2 separate regions of the Mus musculus genome follow, and region 2 is linked to region 1. A link is a contact called in public Hi-C data. All regions are on one chromosome and are shown on one strand. The core of a region is the stretch at or near the end of the contact, and the rest is flanking DNA. Distances in the headings are between cores, read along the strand shown.

Region 1 (7,378 bases), core at 3,697-6,196:
GATGTCACTGGGTTTATTTAGCCTATAATAGTGGATACCTAAATAACATTTAAATAAATAAATTCCATCCTGTATTAAAGTAAAGAAAGCTTTAAAGTCATTACTATGAGGGAAAGCTTTTGTGTATATTTTTTAATATACCCAGCCACAGGAAAGTCATCTCCTAAATGATAAAAGTAAATACTACTAATTTAATCCAGTCTCTTAAGGAAAAGAGCGAAGGCAGAAAGGGTGGGTCTGTAAGTCAGAGAAAGTTCCATCAGTTACCTGCCACCAGTGATCATCATCTCCTTGGGGCTTTTTGGGAACCACGCCAGTTCTGAACCACAGCTTCCCGTGAATGTCCAGGGCCCAGAGTGTGTGCTGATCTCCAAGAGTTATGCAGACAGGCTCCAGAGTTTGCCTTTCACTGGCAGTGAGAGAACACAGCATCAGTCCAACCCAGGAGGCACAGTAAGTATGCAGAAGGCTGCCTCACTGAGTGTCTCTGAACAGGCTAAGCAGGAGTGGATTACTGAGTGACAAGGAAGGATCTGCGCCTAAGGTGCATTGCTGGGCAATACTTACTGTCCAGACACTCACAGAAGAGAGCTACCCATCCCAAGTGAGCAGCACTCAGGCCAAGAGCACCCGCACTTCTCCTTCCCCACCTTTCCCCATGCCAGGCTGTGGTGTAGAGCTCTCTCTGTCAGACACCATCATCTCTGATGAGTCTGCGGTTCCTTTCTTCCTTTGGGGATACCCTTGGCAGCTCTGGGGCTCAGTTGAGGCTAGCCTTGGCATGCTGCCTGTTCAACCACTGAAGGCAATCGACAACTCCCCACTGCTCTGTGCTCTCTGTCTTGCTTAGTATCCTCACACTAACTGGTACCCAACTGGCTGAGGCATGGTTCCCCACTGAGTTGAAGAGGTTGAGTTTTGGCTGTCTTGTCCACCTAGGCCCCAGAGTGTCCTGGTTCCCAGCAGGAAGATTTACTGGCTAGCTGAAACTGAACTAACATCATTCTGATCTGTATATGAGCAAATCTTTTTTTTCTCAAGATGGCTGTATATCCCTGACCATTCTGAACTTGCTCTGTAGGACAGGCTGTCCTCACACTCAGAAATTAGTCTGCCTCTGCTTCCCAAGTGCTGAGACTAAAGGTGCGTGACACCACCACCTATCCCAAATCTTATATATTATAGTCCAGAACAAATTTCAACTGACTAGGATAAAAATACCAATAAGCATTTGTATCTAACTCTCACAGACTTGCAACAGAAACATGTGACAACGTAGCTGTGCACGGAGACCATGTGACCTAGCGACTCTCTGATGTTCTAGGCCCTTTTTTTTTTAATGGACTTTCTTTCTAAAAAAGATTTGTTAATTAAACGCGCGCGCGCGCACACACACACACACACACACACACACACACACACACACACTGTTTTGCCTGGATGGCCAGAAGAGGGCACCAGATCCCATTACAGATGGTTGTGAGCCACCATGTTGTTGCTGGGAATTGAACTCAGGACCTTTGGAAGAGCAGCTGGTGCTCTTAACCTCTGAGCCATTGCTCTACCCCTACACTTTTTTGGAGACATGTATCCAAGGCTGAGGATGACTCTGAACTGAGGCAATTACGGGTTGCCTCTAGCTCCTAAGTGATGAGACTACAGGCAAGTACAGCTGAGTTTGTGTATGACTGAGGATGGAACTCAGGGCCTTGTGTGTGCTAGGCAAATACTCTACCTGCCCAGCTCTATACCTAAACCCCAACACAAACGGTAATGTGACCAGCAGAGGAGCGCAGAACATTCCCAAGACCAGTCTATTGAGGCCAACTTTGACAAAAGCAAAAACTCTCCCACCGTGAAACCTGTAAGTGTTGGTTTTGCCAGGAGAGGCTCAGGAATAAAGGTCACAGTGCTGGGCCCATACCTGACAATGTCACACTTCCACTGCTCCCCCTCAGGACAGAAGCTGCTCACACCCTCCCGGTACAGGAGGGCCCTCTGCTCTGTCAGTGCCCACACCACACTGTTCCGGGCTGCGATCTGGGACAGTGGGTATGGACAGTCCACCTTCACGGCTCGGGCGCAGGGCCGATCCACACTGAGACCTGTAGTGAGAGAGGAAGAGCCCCGCAGACTCAGTTGAAGCTTGTCACACTCTTTTGATCTGTGGTTTTCTTTTTTTGGTACTTTTGCTATCTGTGGTCTTTCATAATAGATACCTTTTCATGTACAACTGCTCAGGTAAAACCCCAGACTTATCATACTGCAAGGCTTATGCAGAGTCACAGCTCCAGGGAGCTCCCCTCACCTCTTTGTGGCCTGTCAGTAATGTGTGTCATGTTTCTAAATGACATCAAAGGCAACTACTGAGGGAGCAGGCTGGACAGATAATATGTAAATCCATGTTCTATTGCTTTGGCCAGCAAGTACGTCCTAGTAGTATAATCACAGGAGTACCAGCAGAGTTTGCAACTATGAGGACTTGCCCACAGGACTTCTGCAAATCGGTGCCAACCACTGATTCCAATTCAGTAGGACAGGAAGAGTAAGGATGATGTGGACACTGCTCTGACAGCATGGTTGGAGGTCACCTGCTCCTTCCTTACGTGTAGTATCCCCCCTTTCCTACCATGACCAAAGTCAAATGTCCTAGAAGCTAGATATGCATGTGTGTATCAGAGCATCCAACTTCCACTGAAATACACGAGAATTAACTAAGCTGAAGGCTAGAGCCCCACACATGTCCATGAAGTTGGCAGTGCTGATGACCAGGTGATGACCTCCACACTGAGACAGAGCCAGGTGGAGAACCATTCCCGGCTGATAGCTCACTCCAAAGATGAAGCCATGTTCTCAGAATCAGTATTAAATGACTAGATCAATATTCATGTAAATCCATATGGCCCCTTGACAGCACAGACAGAGCCCCCTGCTCCCAAGGCCATTTCCCCCTGACAGCACACAGTTCCCCCTGCTGACAGCACACAGACACTGACTCATTACAGTGTATTTTTAATAAACGAGTCCCACTGTGCCAGGTCTAGCAGCTAAAGGTTTCCCTAAGGGCAGTTTCCTAGGACAAGTCAATTGCTATTTACAGCAAGTTACTTCTTGTTGTTTCCCCCAATCCACATGTAAGTATGTGTCCAGGTGCTGGGCTGTGACCTAGCTGAGAAAAGAGGGAGATGTCTGTCAAGTCATGACTGCTCCTGCTTTCCTCTTCAGCCTGGATACTCCAGGGTATGCACAGGGTATGGGCAGCGGCAGGAACGGCCGGCTCTGCCCCATGAGGCATCCTACCCTGCACTCAGTCACCTATTCATCCCTGCCCAGACCAGTCTGTGTCAGGGGCAACTGCTCTTCCATGGGAAACAGTGCTTCTAGAAATGTTCTCACTTAACTTGGTTTTCGGTCTCTGCATCCTGTGACTGCTCTCAGAATGTGTCTAGCTGCAGATTCAGCAAGTGACAAGGACAATGTACATGGCCTTCGACTACCTGTCTGAAGGTACAGATCTCCGTTGGTCCTGATGATCCAGGCTGTGTCATCACTCAGGGCCACAAACACAGCCTGGGGCAGAGCCTCGTACCAGTGCCGCTTCCCCTTGATGGTGACTTTGCCACAAGCAAAAGCACGGTTAGATTTCTGTTCAATCTTCCAGAGAAGAGCCCCTAGGAGAAAAAAACTCTACTCACTGTTCAACAAACATGAGATTCCCCTACACAAACACTCCATTCTCAGCCCTGAGAGGGGCAGCTTTCTATAATACATCTTGTTGCTTCCACCTCAGGAAGAGCCCACCATGCCAGAGTTTAAACCCACCAGCTCTATGTTGTCAACATATGAATGTATCTAAGTCTCACTTTTCTCAACTGAAAGGTGGGTCATTTCCACCTTTTAGAACTGATCTAAAGGCTAGATGTAAGAGGGGATGCACCACATAGCACAGGGTGGGCACAAGGCAGTCACTCACTCATGTCGGGAGAGAGAGCTGACATTTCATTAGGTACGTGCCTACTGACACATAAGGCACAATTAGTGCCCAAAACTAACTTTGGGGACCTTGGGAAGGGCCTTTTTTGGATCACTTATGTGTATGTGAGTCATGTTTTCATTTAAAATTCTGAGGAATGGATAAAGGAAATGAGGAAGGTGGGCAGCAGGCCAGAGGCACTGTGAGTGGAGGCTAAGGCATTAGGCCAGGAGAGGATACCAAAGAATGAATGCACTGAGCTACCGGAGGCCTCCGAGAAGTCATGTACAAGCTTCTCCCCTAGCCCTGCCCTGCAACACCACAGGGCCCGAGGCATCCAAAGATGTGTGGGTCTCAGCTGAGAAAGATGATCTCACAGAGACAGACAGACAGACAGCTCCAACCACAGCAGCCAAGGAATAGTTGGAAAAATAAAAAGTAATTAATACAATCAGCAGAGAATCAACACTTCTAAATGGCTAGAAGGATGGGCTTAAAAGTATGTGACAGAAACAGGAAAAAAATGAAGATATACAATTATACAACACCAGCTAATGGAGTGGGCTATTATCTCACCCAGTCTCCAGGGGAAAATAAGTGTCAAGCAAACTGAAAGAAAGTGAGCAAACAACTAATAAACTAATACTTTAACAAGAATGCCCTTTCTTTTGTTTCTCCTCCACGATGCCCACTGCTTCAAAAGAGATAAGCACATATCTAGCATTAGGAAAATGCGAATGAAGTATAGTGGGGTTATGCCTATAAGCCCAGCTCTTGGGAGGCTGAGGCAGGAGGACCCAGTCTGAGGCCAGCCAGAACTCCACAGTGAATTCAAGGTCAGCTTGTGCTATACAGCCATGTCTAAAACCAAAACAAACAGAAATAAAGAAAACCACAAGTACACGAGTCTCCATAGATGAGGGAGTTATCTCAGCCTAACAGACTGTATTCAAAATAAGTCTCCTGGGTTCACTAAAATGCGAAACAATGCACAAAAGTGTGAGGCCTTTGCGACTGCAGTCAGGGAACATCCAGCACACACCTACAGGCCTGGCCTGGCCTCACTACTTCAGTTGTTTTAGAGCAACACTGACAAACCGAAATATGTTATTTTTATGAGGATTTAATGTTCCAACATGGGGAGAAAATAAAAAAAAAACCTCAAAACTCAAATTATTTGTATAGCTTACAAAAATATGTTCCTTGTGTTATTTCTGTAATTAATAAAATAAAAAACCAAAAAAATCAAGCAAGTATGCCGAACACCCATCACCCTAACCAGTGTCAAAGGAAGCATTCATGATCTTTAACAGTACCCAGCTAAGCTGGCAGGAAGGTCAATCTGTTGACACTGCTGTTGCCAAAGGAGAGCTGCCCTAGGAGCTGGGAGCTGTGTTGGGGGTTGGGAAGTAGGAGCTGGGAGGCAAACCTGAGGGAGAGACTGCCATCTGCTGGACAGCATCTTCAAACCTCTGCCAGCGCAGCCCTGCACCAGGCAGGGGACTGCAGAACAGGCCACCTTTGTAGTCCAGGCACCAGAGAAACTTTTCCGAGACCGCCAAGCTGAGGATGCCATAGCCAGGAGCCGAGTAGCCCATCCAGCTCTCTGCAAACTAACAAGGACAGAGGCCAGTGAGTTCTGTGCAGGGGACACGGCTGCCTTCATCACACTGTTACCAACAAGGCAAGTAGGCAGGATACTGACGTCAAAGGATCCTTGAGAAGCCTTGCCTAACCCCGCTCTCCTTGGATCCAGTCCCAGAAACATTCTGGAATAGGAGTTCTGGTCCTTGTGGAAGATCCCATAGCATCCTTGGATAACACTTTCACACAGCATAATACCCTTCCTAAGTAATGCTCGAAGGTGTAACCAACCACTCGTCAAAACAAGACATTGTCACCTTGCAAGTCCACACTCAAGAACCATACAACCCCTCCCACAAAAAAGTCTGCAACAGAAAGCATAACATTTAAAGTAAGTTCATGATTTGACAATTGGGCTATGTTTATAGCTATCCTGGTGCACATGCCCTGCACAGAATACAGGCCATGAATGCTTAGGACTACATGACATCACATCAAGAGACCTTACTTTATACAAGGTCATCAACACATGTATGTAAATCATCTTTCTGTACACTTAACTTATGACAGATACCCTATGGGAACAGCATCACAACTATCTACACTACAGTCTTTCAAGCCCTGTGCTAACCTCTGGACTCCTGGCCTGCTGTATGGGAACAGCTGGGGAAGTGTGGATGAGATTCTGTCTCAATTCTGCACACTAAAGCTTTGTTGCTATTCTTTTCATTTGTATTACTTGTCTAATGTAACCATGTGTATGCACACACACACACGAGTGTGCCTTATACATAGCACATGTGTGGCAGGCAGAAGACTTGTGAGAGCTGGTTCTGTCCTTCCACCATATGGATCCTAGAGACGGCACTCAGGTCCTCAAGCTTGGTGTCAGCCCTAACCCACTGACCTGTCATGCTGGTCCCATGGTGCTAGGATTTGTTTAAAAGTCAAAGCTAAAAAAGGTTTACTTTAGACACACTTGTACAAATACCTGATATGGAAGCTAGTGTTATGAAAGAGAATGGTTTCTACCTTTTCTCCACCTGGCTTTGTTCACCATAGCAAACTTTTCACTTAGCCCTTGTCCTATAAAACAAACAAACAACCCAACATTTCTCAGCTTTTCTGCTATTTGGAGCAAGACCAGGTACAGCAAAGCTTGGTAGATAACTTCAGAGCTCCAGGATCCTTTTCCATGGGCGAGGGCTTTCTTAAGCTAAAGTTCTAAGATATACCAACAGATGTGATCTGCCAACTAACACTCTATATCAGGTGACCACACTGCTGTGGTTTCCCATAGCTCTTCCCATAGTGACAGCTAGCTGCCACTTGCAGTGAGCTCCCAGCATGGACACATACACTGTCAGTTAAGAGCACTTAGGAAGCAGTGCACTGAAAAGATGAACACAGGATGCAGAACAAGCCGCCAAGTTCTGTACATTCACTTCTAAGATAGAACACAGAGACGGGGAAGTCCTGGGCTACCCTGACTTCACTTGTAGCGTGATCCGGTGCATGCACTACTTTACCATTCTGAGGCTCAACTTCCTCCTCCATACAACGGGGCAACTAAACCTGGGTCCTATTTTGTTTGTTTTTTTTTTGTTTTTTGGGTTTTTTTTTTTTTACAGATTGATTTACTTATGAGTACACTGCCACTGTCCTCAGACACCCCAGAAGAGGGCATCGGATCCCATCACAGATGGCTGTGAGCACCATGTGGTTGCTGGGAATTGACCTCAGGAAGGACCCCTGGAAGACTAGTCAGTGCTCTGACCTAAGTGCTCTCACCTGCTGAGCCATCTCTCCAGCCCCCCTAGT
Region 2 (6,548 bases), core at 1,783-4,282, 150 kb before region 1:
TCACCCTAAGACGGGAAATGGAATACACAGTCACAGACGAATAAGGGATGGACTGGAAGAGGATCAAGCAGGAAAGGGGAGGGATGGGGAAGAGGGGAGGAAATACAGGGACGGACAGCTAAAACTAGGGCCCATTTAAGGGGTTGTATAGACACCTAATACAATAGAAGCTCCTTAAAATATATACATGGAATAACAGGGAGACAGACCCCAGGATGGACATCACTTGTCACCTAATGAAGTCTCCACTGCCAGGAATGGATTAAGTCCTGTCGCATTGTGGGTCAAAGGGGCCCCATGAGAACCTCAAACAACTCAACACTGTTCCCAAGGTTCCTGAGGTCCTGTTCTGAAGACAGCACTTACACAACTCCCTGAGCTAGAACTTTGGTCCCAGTACTAGGGAGGTGGATCTCTGAAATCTAGGCCACTCAAGCCTACACAGTGAGATCCAATCAAAAAATAAAGAAGTGGCAGGAGCAACAGTCCAGCAGGCCAGAGCACTGGCTGCTCCTGCAGGACTCAGGGCCAAGTCCCAGCACCCACACAGCAACTGACAATTATCCCTAACTCCAGTTCTAAGGGTCCAAAGGGCACAAATACACTTAGGTGGACAAACATTTATACACATAAAGTAAAATAAATAAATCTAAAAAAATAACTCATCAAAAGGGCTGGAGAGAAGGCTCAGAGGTTAAGAGTCAGCTCTTCCAGGTCCCGAGTTCAATTCCCAGCAACCACATGGTGGCTCACAACCATCTGTAATGGGGTCTGATGCCCTCTTCTGCTGTGTCTGAAGACAGAGACAGAAAAACAACAAAGGTAAGACAGTTTGCTAAGTCAATGATGGTGGTATCTGCCCCCAAAAGTAGAGACAGCACAGGCCAGCTATGTTCATGAAGGGTCAGGATCCAATCCAAGCTCTGCCTCTATTTACTGCGCAAAAAAAGTCAAGACTGACCTTGAACTTGTGGCAATGCTTTTAGTGCTTCGCTATAGCAACTTATAGGTTTCTACTATTTAATAAAAATTTCGGTTACTATCATTTTGGATTTACCTTCAAGACTGTGACCCAAAGGACTGGGCTTTAAAAAATTAAAATGTGGTCTGGCAAGGTGGCTTTGAGGTAAAAAGAAGCACTCATTGCCAGTCCTCACACACACATGAACCCTGGAACAAGGAGAGGGTCAATGCAGCAAGCTTCCCTCTGACCTCTACACCTGCAACAGTGTGAATATACACACCCAAAATTTAAATAATTAAAACTAAAGTGCAGTTGTTCAAGGTAGTGTGCCTAGAGAGCAGCCAAGTTTCCCAAACCAGCCAATGCCAGCTACCATGAAGACAGAGTTGCTCCGCTCTCATGTCCACCAACCTAGCCTTGCCTTGCCTTGCCTTTCCTTTCCTTTCCTTTCCTTTCCTTTCCTTTCCTTTCCTTTCCTTTTTCATCTATTTGTTTGTGACAGTGTCTCTCTACGTAGCCCTGGATGTCCTAGAACTTGCTATGTATGTAGGCCAGGCTCGTCTTAAACCCAGAGACCCCAACTGTAATTTGTTTTGAACACTGAGTGTCCACTGTCCCCAGCAGAGCTCGGTCGCCTAACTGGGAACATCAGCCACGGGCATCCACTCTTCTTGCTTTTCTTGAAATGTTCTTCGGAGTTAGTTACACAAATACTAATTTTGGTAGGCCTCTCTGCTACACTACCTGGTCCTCACTTCTCTGATTTTCTGAGAGAGGTGGACACCTACCCCCCACCCTACTTTGCACAGGACAGCATTTGGTACAAGCGATGAAATGGGAGATATGCATTAGCTAAAAACTCCCTCATGGTTAAAAGCCCTTCCATGAAAATAAACTTTCCGCCTAAGAAAATCAACTCTGCTCTCATAAGAACAAAAGCTTACAGGAGCTTAAAGGAAATGAAATGGCTCAGGAGAAACACAAGTCCCCTGAGGATCTCTCCAGGGGAGAGTCCGTGTCTGTCTCTGTAAGGGGCTGAGGGGTCCTGTGCAGAACCTCTTGGGGACCAAGGCAGGAGGTCCACAGAGGTCACACAGCTTAAGCAGCAGCACAGTGGCTCTGTCCCCAGGGCATCCTGCCCACGCTTGGGAGAGGAGAGGCCTGTCGCTGACTGACTACTCCCACTGACACCCGCCTGCAGGTCAGAAGCCTCAGACTCAGCACTGGGCAGACTCCGTCTGCGCTGACATCACCACCATGGCGCAGTGCAGGGCTGTTTACTTGACAATTATATCCAAACAGGCCTGGAGAACCACCTGATATTAACTCTGATGGTGACAGATCTGCACCACTGTGATCATAAAACAGAGACTGTATTAATCCATGGCTTTTTAGGGTTGCAGTACTCACTCACTATTTGGTGTAGCTTGAACAGAGTAAAATACAGCATGATCAAAGGAATGTGATAGAGGCCAAAGGCAAGTAACAAAATATGCCTTGGCTTGCGCTTTGTTTCTATGTTAATATTTTTAACCCAATGAAACAAAGTCCTTAGAGTAGCAAGAGTTTCAAATTCAATTGCAAAAGAAAGAACAGATGAAAGCTGCTATGGTAACCAATTCACCCTTCCCTCCCCCAGACACTGCAGATTCAGAAACTGTCATCCTGAGTCGGTTACAGAGTAGGAGGCTCAGACCATAAGGCAGGCTGAGGACAAAGCTTATGGTCTTAATGGAGCTTAGAAAAAGACTATAACGGTTTGCAGTGGCACTAGGTACTGCAAAGGAAACACTACAGTAATTTCTGTCATGGCTTAAAATTGAGACTGCCAAACATTTCTAAAGAATGTAATAACAAGATTGGAGATGCTGCTCAGTAGAGCGTTATGCCTGGTGTGCACAAGGTTCTGGGTTCAATCCCCAGAACAATGGAGTATGATAAAAAAAAAAAGACCATGGCATTTCCTTTTATTATTATGAAAGAAGTTATCCCTAAGACTCACATAGAAGCAAAAGGAACATTTACGTACAACAGTTCTGCCACCTGGTGGACAAAGACATTACTACAGCCAACATCTGAACCCTGACTATCTTGAAGGAACAAGAGAAGGCAAGTCAGAAACAAGATAACTATGCTGTTTGTTACTATTCCCACTGCGTGCGTGCCCATTCCCCAGCCACCAGTGAAGACCACCATGGAGAGACAAGAGATGACTGCTCCATCCCAGCGCACAGCGCAGGAGGCTAAGTTCTCTTCAGGTCTTAAGTGTACTTCTCTGTAACTGGATAATTCTGTCCTCTTTTCCAGAACTCACATTTGCATATCAGTGTAAGAGTGAGCAGACCAGGCACACCTTTACCCTCAGCCCTCAGGAGGCAGGTGAGTCTCTATGCGGCCAGTTTGGACGTCACTGTGAATTCCGGACCAGCCAGAGCTACATGGTGAGACCCTGTCTCAAAATAGTCAGACACACACACATCCCTTCAACTCTTCCAGACCTGTCCCTAAGCAGGGAGCTGAACACTCACAGCAACCTTATTAACTGTGTGTACTTGGCTGTGCACGAAATAATTCAAAGACTCAAGATCTGCCTGGCTTTAATAGGGAGGGTGGGGTAGAGGGCGGCATAGACTAAGACAGTGCGTCATCTCTCTATTCTTGAGCAGAATGGAAAGAAAGCAGCCTTGGCTTCTCCTGAGAAACTGCTAGCTGAACTCCTTTGCTCGACTACAGAACAAGGATGAGACTCTTCGTCAGTCCTTCATAGAGTATTAGGAAAACATTTAAGATACACACGTGTAAACAATTATCAAATCAACTCTGTCACAACATTTCTTTTTTGCAGTGCTAGAAATCACACCTGAAGTTCCTTCCATCCATGACAGGCAAGTGCTCTCCTACTGAACACAATCCCTTTTATGTTTCTTTTCTCAGTCCTGAGAAACAAATCTAGGCCTTTCCTATGTTAAATCAATTTTCTGCCTCTAGGCAACACCTTCAGTGCCTAACGTATATTTGTATTTTTGTTTGTTGGCTTTTCGAGACAGGGTTTCTCTGTGTAGCTTTGGCTGACCAGAAACTGAGCTCTATAGACCAGGCTTTTCAGAGTATTGGGATTAAAGGTGTGTACCACCACTGCCAGGCTCCTGATATATTTATTTCATTCATGCCCCAAACTTCCTTTTAATGACTAGAGACTGCCTTACAAATGACTCATTTCAAGGCCACCTTCAACTAGGTCTTAGGCAGGCAGGATAGTGGCAATCGGAAAGCTGTTTCCATCTCTGAATCCCAGTGCCTTGAGTGGTTTACCTGTCTAACCCTGTATTTGTAGGCCTAGCAGTGAAGCAAGCTGTATACTACAGGAAGCTGACCTGCTTCACCCAAGTCACTTCCTCTCTATGCCTGATCCTTCTGGGCATGGGGGACAAAGTTAAGAATATGTTGAAGGGGGCCAAGGGGACTTACAAATCCTACCACTTTCAATGCTGCAACCTTGTGTGAAGCTACTCTTCATTCAGCACAGACACTGTGGACACTGCTGGAGAAACAGGCTCTTCAACAGCTTGCAGCACAGGCTGCAGCAGGATAGTCTATAGTAAATTATCTATTGTATGTATCAGAATCCATCCTCCAACAGACTTCTTAGATCTACTTTATGGCTAGTGCTACTCCCTGTAGCTATTTGGGCCCTTGTGGAATTCTCCTTACAGTTGAAAAGAGAAGTAACTCAAACAATTAATTACAATCGTCTTAAATTACTTATATAGGCAGCCTGCTCTGCAGAAAGAAAGAAGTCCTTCCCTGTGAGGGTTTCAGCATGCTTTAACCTACTCAAGTGCTATTTATAGGAAGGAGACTAGAAAACAACAATTAACAACAAAACCCACAAAACCCATAAGTATTTGAGGATGGAACTTGGTTTAGAGCTAATGTGACGGTATCCACAGAATGCACACACAGGATGTGTGAGCCCCAAAATCTCCCCAAACAAAAACATCCATATGGTAGGCTGAAGGATTATCAATGACTTTTAATAATGAAAATAAACTTGTCTGTAAGTAATGTACTTCCCCCAAACCCATTTGACAGTAACTTTTTACATATTATGGTCTAATCTCTTAAACACTGAGATGTCCTTTATGTAATCATAAAAAAGTATATTAAATTCTTCAACAGTGCTTTATTCTCTGTCCACAATCCAATCTGGCTAGTTATTGCATTATAGTTGACAAATTTAAAGTACATCCCAGTTAATTTCATCCTTACATATGCATTTTTTTTTAAGTGTAAACAGAGAGTCATTATCACACCTAAGAAAAGCAGCAAAACTCCTGGGTAAGAGCAACGGATGTTACACCCGCTAGGCTGTCTACAGTACGTAATCCAAATCCAGCGGTAACGCAGAGGATCATGAGCAAATCCCTCTATCCTCTTCTGGTAGCAACAGTAAACTAGTCTCACCACTTTAGAAAATTATTTGGCACTGACTTTTAGCTGAGCAGATGAGACACAAAAATAGGTCAAAGAATGTTTCTGTAGTAATGTTTGTTGTAAAAACTTAAAGCAACTCCCCTCTGTTGACAGGAAGGACAAGCAAATTCTATCGAGGCAGCCGAGAAGCAAATGTAGAGGGTGGATTGGGGGGACACACTGACAGGCAAAAGCAGCCCAGCATGGAAGACAGCTTCAGGCACTCCATTTTAGCCCAGCTCTTCATACAGCACGTATTAGGGACCAGGAGTAGGTACATTCCATCACCCACAGGGCAGCTTCCTAGCAGACTAAAGCCACACTTGGAGATGTCAGAGCAAAGCAGTGGGCTCTGCATCCCACACGCTCTGAAGGTGGTGATGCCCTACACAGATGCACCAACTCTGCAGGTGCAAGGTCTTCATAGCAAGGCAAGCTCTCTTGGGTGTACATGGCTATTCTCTGCTTTCTGCTTAATGTAGCTGTGTACCTAAAACTTGCCCTCACAACCGTTTCCCCCTTTAAAATAGAAATGACTTATTTGCTCCTTAACCTATGGATTCTATTTAGCCTTAAAAAAAAATATATATATATACATATACACACACACATATATACATATACATACACACACACACACACACACACACACACACACACACATATATATATATATATATACACACACACACACACACATACATACATACATACAGGGCTGGAAAGATGGCTCAGTGATTAAGAGCAATGACTGTTCTTCCAGAGGTCGTGAGTTCAATTCCCAGCAACCATGTGGTAGCTCACAACCATTTGTAATGGGATTTGATGCACCCTTCTGGTGTGTCTGAAGGTAGCCACAGTGTACTCACATGCATTAAATAAATAAATAAATAAATAAATAAATAAATCTTTGAAAAAAATATACTCAATCATGTGTTTCTTCTTCTGTTTTTGAGGTAGACTCTAAGTATGTCATTAATCTATCCTGTCATTCTGTAAACACCAGAGTATATTTTCACATACCCAGTTGGTATACGAACCTACTACACACAGGGCTATATGACAGAAAGAGATATATGGTACAGCCAATTAAGACAAACATCATGACATT

Evidence for each region. Hi-C and Micro-C count contacts between places; a contact is called where the count stands out from the background.
Region 2: a Hi-C map of cerebral cortex shows a contact between it and region 1, with 2.2 times the contacts expected there. The contact joins two enhancer-like sites. A contact is called at or near these places in 1 of 15 datasets of contacts at CTCF or cohesin (large pre-B cells) and 18 of 484 Hi-C or Micro-C datasets (the AtT-20 cell line, the G1E-ER4 cell line, the HL-1 cell line and 13 more).

The regions. Positions count from the first base shown.
Region 1 is chr12:110,934,484-110,941,861 of GRCm38.p6, reverse strand. It overlaps Tecpr2 (tectonin beta-propeller repeat containing 2), which reads right to left. Exons shown (of 20, transcript NM_001289510.1): 10 at 5,403-5,586; 11 at 3,498-3,671; 12 at 1,925-2,105; 13 at 268-409. Among named protein-coding and RNA genes, the nearest start is that of Ankrd9, 41 kb to the left of the region's middle. Within about 2 kb of position 4,946, at least 56 of the 459 cell types and tissues checked have an H3K27ac peak or open chromatin away from gene starts, as enhancers often do. A contact at or near this core is called in the G1E-ER4 cell line, bone marrow-derived macrophages, cerebral cortex and 2 more, where this site is marked.
Region 2 is chr12:111,084,940-111,091,487 of GRCm38.p6, reverse strand. The region is part of intron 3 of Rcor1 (REST corepressor 1); the gene reads right to left. Among named protein-coding and RNA genes, the nearest start is that of Rcor1, 49 kb to the right of the region's middle. Within about 2 kb of position 3,032, at least 112 of the 459 cell types and tissues checked have an H3K27ac peak or open chromatin away from gene starts, as enhancers often do. A contact at or near this core is called in the G1E-ER4 cell line, bone marrow-derived macrophages, cerebral cortex and 2 more, where this site is marked.